2 separate regions of the Ovis aries genome follow, and region 1 is linked to region 2. Evidence: chromatin contacts called from public Hi-C data. All regions are on one chromosome and are shown on one strand. Each heading gives the region's core, a stretch centred on a gene start, on an enhancer-like site or on the middle of the called end of the contact. The rest is flanking DNA. Distances are from core to core; before and after follow the strand shown. Region 1 holds the start of ITGB5 (integrin subunit beta 5). Region 2 overlaps ITGB5 (integrin subunit beta 5).

Region 1 (4,737 bases), core at 340-2,839, 50 kb before region 2:
TAGAGGATGCTTGATAAATGCAAGTTTTTAATTGTACTTATCAAGGCAATACTTACTCAATTTCTGCAACTTTCCTTCCATCTAATCTATCCATCACATCCTTAACAGACAAATCTTTGAAAATCACCACTCGGCACTGACACCTCTCAGTTCAAACTCTTTTACTGGCTGCCCATTAATTATAATCATTGCCTCTCAAGCTTGGATAAGAGTAGCCCCAAGGTCATTCAGCTGAGATAAACCCGGAGAAGCTCCAGCAGCACCAGTTTTACTGGAAAAAGTTTAAGGACAAGCATGACTCTTACATCAGAATAAACACTGGGAACATTTAGAGTACAGTGATATTTACATGCAATTTATGGTTGAAATCCTCTTTCAAGTGGAACTTGGAGCTTGGCTTCTATGCACACTGTACCACAAGAATAAATTGACTTCCTCTGGCATCAGGCCACCACCTTGGTAGAATGTGGGGTGGGAGGGCACAATTAAACTCCAAACTCCCTAATCTGGTTAGTTAGAACTGCTCCCCCTCCCCCTCCCTCCCCAGAGCCATCTGTCCGACTGGTTCCTGACCTGCAAAGGTCATATCACTTTGTTTTTTTTTGCTGCTTCTGCTTCTAGTCAGAGGCACTCTGAACTTTTGGACAAGGCATCCAGCTCTGTCGCTTTTGGCACGTTAACCCTTTGCCTCAGTCTTCTCACCTGGTTAACAGCAGAGTTGTGGGAGAGGATTTCAAGAGTTAACAGGGTATTTACATTTCAGCGTCTGGCTAGCCGTGTGCTCTTTCTGCTCTACGTGTTAGGCTGCTCTACTGCTACCTCCTTGTACGTGAAGACCGCCTCTTCTCTGGCCTACAAACCATTCCGGTCTTAACCCCCTCAACGCGGCACAGCCCAAGCCCACCTGGCCCTTTGCACATGCTGTTAAGAGAAGCTCCCCACCCCATCCCTTACAGTCAATTTTAGAACCAGCTCAGATATTAAGAATAAGGTGAAAGGCTGAGCATCTGTTTTTAATTTGTTTCTCTTTACGGAAACCGCCAGCGTACCGAGATAGGAGAAACGCATAATAGCGACATATTGACCAATCTCAAATCCGCGTTAAGGGGCAAAACTTGAAAGAGAGGAGAGTGTGTTTCAGGTGTGCCTCCACGCCCCACGTTCCCCATGGAGCGACTCTCCTCACGGTAACACGCGCCGGAGGCGGGTAACACGCGCCGGTGCCTTCGCCTCTCGGGTGAGCGCTGCTTTGGGAAGGAAGACCAGACTGCCGCTGCACGGTTCCCCCAGCCCCCTTAAATTCAGCAACCCCAAGTAATCTCTGCTCTCGGATGGAGCGTGACCTGCCGCCTTCCCGAAGGCCCACGCTGCTAGGAAAGCCCGGCAGACCCCACCCCGGGATTTAGACCCCCGCTCCGGCCTCCAGGTGCGCCGGAAGCGACTTCCACCTGGATGCCCTCGGCCTCGCGTTTCGGGCCGGTCCCCGCGAGGGGCGGAGCTCGGCCCGCCCCGCCTCGCCGTCAGCGGACCGTGTGGCAGCCGGGCGGGGGCCGGGAAGGGGAGAGAAGGGGAGGAGTGAGGAGAGGAGGAAAGTGGAGCCCGGCGGGCCGGAGCGAGGAAAGGAAGGGAAGGGGTGGAGGCGACTGGCAAGAGTTTGCCGGCGCGCGGGGGAGCCTCGGCCCGGGACGCGTCGCGGAGCCAGAGTCGCGGCCGCAGCGCGGAGCCTGCTGTCCCGCCTCTGCCCAGACCGCCCGCCGGGGCTGTCCCGAGCGGCGACACCCCGGGCGTCCCAGCCGGCGAGCCGGCGCAGCGGCGGCCCCGGGACTCGGCGGCGAGGGCTGCGGGAGGGATGGTGGCGGCGGGGCGCGGGCCAGAGCAGCCGCCCCCGCCTCCCGTCCGGCCGAGGCCCCCGGCCCTCCGCCCCCGCTCCCCGGCCGCACGCCCCCGCGGAGTCCGCAGCCCGCGCAGCCGCTGAGCCGGGCGCCCCACCATGCCGCGGGCCCCCGCGCTCCTGTTCTCCTGCCTCCTCGGGCTTTGCGCGCTCGTGCCCCGGCTCCCAGGTAAGCCACGCCGCCCGCTGTGCAGAAAGAAACTTCGTGGCGCCCCGAGCCGCCCGCCGGCGTCTTGGAGGGGCAGGGGCCAGGGCAATTGTTTGAAGGTGGGAGGCGTCCTCGGGGACACCCCCGAGGGGGGGCTTTCAGACTGCGTGCGCCACCCCGCGCGCGGCCCGCCGCAGCCCCGCTGGGCTGTCGTCGGCCCCCGGTCCCCTCCCGGGCGAGGAGGAGCCTTCCTGTGTAAACAGCCCTGCCCGTCTGCTGACCTAGCCCGCGAGCGCCCGCGCCCAGTGCGCGGGGAGGGCCGCAGTCAGCCCCGCGTCGGGATCTGGACTCTGCAACTCCCGGCACAAAGCGGCCCTTGTGGCCGGCCCCGGGCGGCCGGGCTGCTGGGAGGCGCCGGGTGATGCAGCCGGTGCCCTGATCGCGGGGAGCGAGGGGTAACTGGAGGCGCGTGACCAGGAGCCAAAGCGTGGGGTTCACGGCTACTCTCGAGGGCTAGACTTTTGCAAGCGTGGATGCCCAGGGTTTCCTGGTGAATCCTAGAGTTTCACCCCGTCTAGGCCAGCCGCCTTTCTTTAAAGATGTAAACATCCCTTCCTCCCCCAAGCACCCGCATACCCGAGGGGAGACCCGCTTCCGAAACCACAGCCCCACCTGGGAACCAAGCCCTACCTGGGATCTCGCGATCTACTTCCTTCTGCCTGGCTTTATGTCGGAGCTTACAAACACCCCGTGCAGCGTACTCCCCCTGATTCTGAAGGATTCTGGAGCAGGGGGTGTGCAGTTGCACTCGCGCGATCCTGCTCTGGGCTGGCGGCTGTGTGAGGACCCTCAGTTACCTGCTTTAAGTTTTCAGAGTTGGGAGACTGCTGAGGAAGGATGCTCTGTTGGCGCTGGGGTTGCCAGGCAGAAGGAGCTACCCCCACCCCGTCCCCTCTAAAAGCAGGAAGCTCCAGACTTTCTCTTTTCCGGTAGGAGATAATTGTGTTGAGGTTCTCCGTTCACTTTCAAGCCCCAAATTCGATGGCTGTTCCGAACCATGTGTCTGGCCTAGAGGGAAAGGAGGACGGTCCCCTGCAGAGTTTCATTTACATGAAGGCAGTGAAGGTTGCTGTCTGAGACAGAGGAGAGGTCTAGACAAACAAAAACTTTTTTAGGCGATATTTCAGACTTATTACTGTAACAGGTTTCTTTCATCAGTCCAGAGCTTGGAGTGAATCACTGTTTTCCAAACACCCATCTGGCAACCAGTGCCCATTGCTCATGGGTCCCAGGGAAGGGCAAAGAGAGGGATATAGCCTGTGTTATACACAGGAATATATTATTGCCAACAGCCCCCTGCTTCACAAGGACTGTCCTTTAATTTGAAATTCTTTTTTATTATTAGGAAGACTTAAAAAAATGATTGGTAGTGATAATAGGGTAGTTTTTTGTTTGGAGCAAATGAAAAAACTGGCAATCCTATATAAATTTTACCTTCTCTTTTTGTTTTCTTTTTAAATTATAATCTGTGAAATACAGAAGTGTAGGAACTGCTGAAGGAGATGATTTCTTAGTTTCCTTACAGGTTGACATCCTGGTTCTGAGACAAACTTAAATACTTCCAGTTGCAAATAGTTCTTTCAATCCGTTATTTTCCATTTGCATTGTGATTTCTGCTTTTCAAATTTCATATTTTTGTTTTTAATGATCTCCGTTTTGGGGGTTAGCCCAGGATAGTGAACTGGTTTGCCCACTGTCCTTGTGCATAGGCCTCATAACTTTTTGGTTTAGGGCCCTTTGTCCTGCATGACACAATTTAGGTAGGGAAAAAAGCATTGAGCCCACAGAGGTTTATTTCCAGTGCTGTCTCTTCTCCTGGAATTGTGTTAGAGCTCAGCCATCGCTCCATGGATCAGCAGAACAATGGGAGAGCAAGCCCATCACTGGCTTCCAGACCTGGCCACCTTCCTCTTAATGCCCTGGAGCTTCTCAAGGTTACCAGCGACTGACACATATCTGTGTGATTTCTCCTCGTTTCCCAGTGTTGCTGAGCCAGCTGCAAGTCTGAAACAGCTTTTCTTTTCTCTTCCTTCCCTTGTTTTCTCTTTTTCTTGAAGCACTGCAGGTACTTTATCCAATTTGTGTTCTGCTACTAGGACAGAATTTGACAGAAAAACCTTGATTACCCACTAAGAGAAAAAGGTGACCTGCAGGGTCCTGCCTGCCTGGGTGTCCCTAGATCGGTGGTTAAGTTACCAGTCTATTGCTTTGCACTGCTTTCATCTGTGTGTTTAATCCAGCAGGAAACAGACTTTTAATTTAAGGGGGCTCACTTCAAACAAGTCCCCAGCAGGCTGACAAACCCCCATCCCAGAGTCCTCTGCTCTCCTTATTAGCAAAGACCTGCAGACAGGACCCGAGGAAGGGTTTCTCTTTGGGGAGGCCCTTGCTCTCTATTAAGGAGGGAGGGCTATGGTATTGACTGGGCTGCAGAACTGGAGTCATGTTTGCCGTCATAGTTTATTAAAAGGGAAAAAAAAAAAAATCAAATGTTCTTTTAGTGAATGCCCTGCACATTAGAATGCTCTAAATCCTAGGAGAGCCCTTTATCCTATTTACTGGACTCCTGTTGGCAGCATTCCCCCACCACCACGATTTCCGTGGTTCGTGATGGGGCTGTTGGAATTTGGCCTTGGGT
Region 2 (4,624 bases), core at 113-2,612:
GACTCAGTTCACCAGCGAAGAGCCAGGACCAAGTCTGTCCCTGGAGAGACAGCTGCACATGCTGCTGTCCTCTGGAGCGCAGAGCTTCCTGTTTACAAGAAACAGTTATAAGGAGGCTCCAGCAGCCTCTGGGTTTGCTAGAGAAACCTCAAGTACCATGCCAAGGTCCGCGCGCTGCCGGAGCCCAGCCCTTGGAGTGATGCGCATCTTTGCCCTTGGCTTCCCCATCTGTGAGATGGGAACTCTGCATCCCCTTTTGCATTTATAATTTCCGGCATCTGGGAACCGTGACTCTGCTGTTTGGCTCTCCCACATAGCACTGTGGAGATACTTTCTCAGATGGTGCATCCTTCCCAGCAGTGAGGGAGTGTGTGGCTGGCGACTCTTGCATGACAGCTGAGGCCCGTGGCTGTGTCAGCACCTGGCTGGAGGACCCAGGTGTTTGAGTGACCTTTGCTTTTACTCAGATAGGCTCATGTTGAGAACAGAGAACCCCATGATTAAAGCTGGTGTTTCTGTCCTTGAAGAAACTGCTAGCTACACGGCATCCTGACCTAAGGCCTCCCCTATATTGAACTGTGTCTATCAGAGAGAGTACTGTGGCCGGGTTCCTAGAGATCGATGTGCCAGACCCTCCCCCACCCTCCCACAGGGCATATCTGAGACTCCCTCTCACGCTTGCCATGCTCTGATGTGGTCTGTGTGTGAGAAGGTCATTGAGATGTGGGCATCAGGACTCAGGCTTCCGTGAGCCTGTCAGAAGACCCAGACACTCAGAGTCCCAGCCCCTCCTTCCTCTGCAGCCAGGCTATATCCCAGGACCTGCATGTGCTTCTGGGGCTGTGTTTAAGACAGACATTGATACTGGAGAACAGAGGGTGAGTGGATGGTGCTAGGGTTGGAAACCACACCCCTGAGGAGTGGTTAAAGGTTAGCTAGGAGGAGAGACACCACCAGAAGAAGCGTGTTTCCTGACCTCAGACGTCACTACGGAGGAGGGCTGTTCAGGGAACATACCTGGGTGGCCACAGAGAAACAGGTTCGTGTTCAAGGCAAGGGAGAATTGTCTAACAAAGACCTCTGTTTGGCATGGAACAGGCTGCCAGATGTGACAGTGGGTCTGTATGGGGACCCCAGGCCCATATGGTTGGGGTGCCAGACAAAAGGTCCCTGTACGGGGCAGAGCATGGTTGAGCCAACCTCTGAGGGTCCTTCCAGTTCCAGGTGCTAGGTATTTCCTCTGAAGTGGCTTTTCTGCCCAGTAACCCAGCGGTGCTTCTGTTCTGGAGTGACCTCTTCTAGCCTGTTTCCTTTGGGCCTCACTGCACCCTTTTAAGCTGCATTTGTATTCAGTCACTGTGACTATGAACTCTGCCTGCACACTCGTTTTGTGTGCCAAGCACAGCTAGCCTGAAGCTAATGCCCGGAAAAGCTTTCCGCTCCCGATGGCTTCCCCATGGAGCCACCTTGCCCAGTGGGCAAAAGTCCAGGTGACGTGGGTAGCTGATCAAGGGGACCCAGGGACAGTCTGGAAGTGGACAGGGAGGATGGAAGCCTGTTGTTGGTCCTTTGAGTGACCCTCCTTTGTCAGACCTCGTAGCCCCTTGCTTGTGACTCGTTCCAGCCCCAGAAACCAAAGCCTCATAGGCCAGAGCTTCATATTATCAGATAGAGAAACTACACCCTTATTCCCTAGCCCTTATGTCTTCCCCAGTCCCACCCTGGAGCCAGATGTTGGAGGTGAACAAGCCTGCAAGTTTGTCTTCACTCTTGGGAGGATCCAGTTTCTATTTATTTTCTCAAAGGCTGAGACCGAGTGTTCCGTTCTCCACTCTGCTTCCCCTTTGTATGAACTGCTGCTCCCTCTTCACCATTTCAAGGTCCCAGGTCCCCCCATTCCAGGCCTGGCTGCCCGGGGCTCCCACTAACCATCCCGCTGCCGCCCACCCTCCCTCCCCGCTCCTGCAGCTTGTACTGGGGGATCCAGTACAATGGGGATTTTTCTGCAATCCCCATTCGTTTTCTCAGATCCCAGTGTATAACAGGTGATTGGGTGCAACATTTTTCAATTAAATTAGCCCCTTAATGCTTCCCATATTTATATGATTAAAAGAAGATGTTTGTTGGATTCCAAAGCATATTAAATAGTTGGTGGAATAGGGAGTGATGTGATTGAAGACTCCCAGACATTGTGAGGGAGGTTTCTTGTTGCACAGCCCTGATCTTGTTCATGTGTCCACTTACGGCTCATTCCTCACTGAGCACAAAGTGTGTGCCAGGCGCAATGCTCTTTGTTGTTTTGGGCCCCATAGCCCTTTGTCTCTTCTCTAAGCTCTAGATTGCTGCTGCTTTTTAAGGACAGAGCAGAGTGTTGGTAATTTCTCCACTGAGCTTCCAACTGGTAAAGTCATCTCCAGCCCCAGCACAGAGTAGACTGTTCAGTACCCAGAAAACCAGAGGGCTTGCCTCCTGCGACCTGGGCAGAGATTCTGGGCTTGGTGACAGGTACCCCCAACTCATGACTCCTATCACGTGTGTCTGGAGTCTGTGGATTGCTGCTTTTCACATAGCATGGTCTCCTGTGCACATGTGTGACTCACGTGGAACAGCTGCAGTAAACGTGAGTCACAGAATACGTCACCCTCGGGGGGCAGGATGCACGCTGGTGGCCGGGAGAGGGGTGGGCCTGGGACCTGGGCTTCTCACACAGCGTGGGCTTAGGAAAAAGAGGGTGACATGCTGCACTGCCCAGAGGCTCTGGCTCAACGCAGGTCATGGGAATGGATTATAAGACAGAATGGACAGTTCGGGACTGGACAGGTGCTGTTGGGGGACCAGGAAGGTAGGATGAAAGAGACACTTCCAAGTTTTCTAGATAAGACATTTGATGGTCCCTTTGTCAGAAATGGGGAAGAAGGTGCCTCAACTCTGGAGAAGTTGAGTTTTAGGTGATGGCAGACACATCTGGCATTTAATGTAGACCGGGGACTGAAACTCCAGAAGGAGGTCGGTGGCGGGCGGGGGTTGGGGAGGGACGTAATTGTGTGCTGTTCAAGCAGATGTACAGAACTTGGGTAAATCTCCTCAGAGGACAGTGTTACCTTTGCCCTCATCCAGTGCCTGGAGAGGAAGTGGAGTCTGCAAGCAGCCGGAGGGGAATGGGGCACTGGACAGTGTAACGTCCAGGTCACCAAGGGCAGGAGAGCTCGAGGGAGGCCCTGGTTGGCAGCAGAGAGGCGAGGGAACAAGATGAGAGGATCGCTGTGGGGTTGGCGACAGGACCTCAGCATGGGGTTCTCCACCTTGGCTGCGCTGGAGTCTCACCTGGGAGGTGGAACCTGGTGGCTGGCCTACAGGTCGCAGGAGAGCCGCTGGGCGTTAGCATCATTAGCGTACCCTCAAGTGCAGCCAGGGCAGAGAACCACTGAGGGGAGCAGCTAGAACCATCTGTGAAAGAGGGAGTGGGGGCATGTGAGGAGACTGGGTTATACAGAATTGGGGAGAGGAAGTGGAGGCAACCTGTCTGCTAGTCTTAGAGACAGGGGATGAGAGATGCTGGGTCAAAAGCAGGGTATTTATTTTAAGTGGGTCATGAGCATATTTTTAGGCACAAGGAAGGAAGCAAAGGAAATTGACTAATGGAACAGTGCCCAGAGAGGGTGGAATTTGGGAGCTGCGTTTCCTAGGGGAGGGAGAGCACTCCTACCTTTTAGGGCAGTCAGGCCAGAAAAGAAACCAGGAGGATGCCCCGTTTATTTATGATGGAGCGACATCCTTGAGCTGTGGAAGCAGACTCTGAGTGCCTGGAGTAGATGAGTCCTGTTCCATCTTCCCTGGATGCTCCTCCTGAGTGCATGGGAACTGGGAGTTGGGAGACTAGAACAGACCTTGTGCGGCTTTGATGCAGACTTGACCAAAGAGAAGGCACGTGAACTGCAGTCTTGGCCAGATACTGGGTTTCTGACTTCTGAGTCCAGTGCATTTCTGTCCCGCCCATCCCTGACATTTTCATCTGAGGGCAGACCTCTATCATGTTGGAGGAGATTGGCTTTTAAAAATCTTGTTTTTACCCAGAGGCTTGGAGAAAAGTTTAGCTAAACAAATAAATCTTTTTTTTCCCCTCTTAAAATAGTTTTGTATAAAAAACAGAATATGTTCAATCTAAAAATTTAGAAAATGCAGAGAGCCAAAAGGAGATAAACATCACATCCCTACAATCAAAAACCAAGATTGTACATTTCTGGATTTCAGGCATAGATTTTCAGCCTCATGGAAATACCAAGGACAGTCACTGTCAGTTCTTCTCTGTTTACAGCATGCGGGTACTGAACTGATTGCTCCTTGTGTGTGGATTTTCTTTTAGTCCTCTCAGCCCTATTCTATCAATACTATTATTACCTCCATCTTATAGCTGAGAAGCTGGGACTGGGAAAGATAAAGTACCTTGCCCAAGGTCACAGAGACAAGCTGAGGGAAGGTGTGGGCATGAACCAAGATTTGCCGCTCATCCATTCATTGGAGCCCACGCACCCAGCTGCTTCTGCGGACAATGCCACCAGACCAAGGAATACTCATAACTCGTGTTCCCAGCGCGGTACTGACATCGAGTCTCGTCATCTAAATT

What was found. A called contact is a pair of places that touch in the nucleus more often than the background predicts.
Region 1: a Hi-C map of liver shows a contact between it and region 2, with 1.5 times the contacts expected there. The contact joins the promoter of ITGB5 here to the enhancer-like site in region 2. A contact is called at or near these places in 4 of 16 Hi-C or Micro-C datasets (hypothalamus, liver, muscle and 1 more).

Annotation. Positions count from the first base shown.
Region 1 is chr1:190,163,628-190,168,364 of ARS-UI_Ramb_v3.0, reverse strand. ITGB5 (integrin subunit beta 5) reads left to right here and starts at 1,589. Exons shown (of 15, transcript XM_027956587.3): 1 at 1,589-2,060. The coding sequence starts at 1,991. It overlaps LOC121816566 (a long non-coding RNA gene), which reads right to left and starts at 1,446. Exons shown (of 2, transcript XR_009601396.1): 1 at 574-1,446; 2 at 1-455.
Region 2 is chr1:190,113,294-190,117,917 of ARS-UI_Ramb_v3.0, reverse strand. All of the region lies in intron 5 of ITGB5 (integrin subunit beta 5), which reads left to right. Among named protein-coding and RNA genes, the nearest start is that of ITGB5, 51 kb to the left of the region's middle. Within about 2 kb of position 1,362, at least 7 of the 54 cell types and tissues checked have an H3K27ac peak or open chromatin away from gene starts, as enhancers often do. A contact at or near this core is called in hypothalamus and liver, where this site is marked.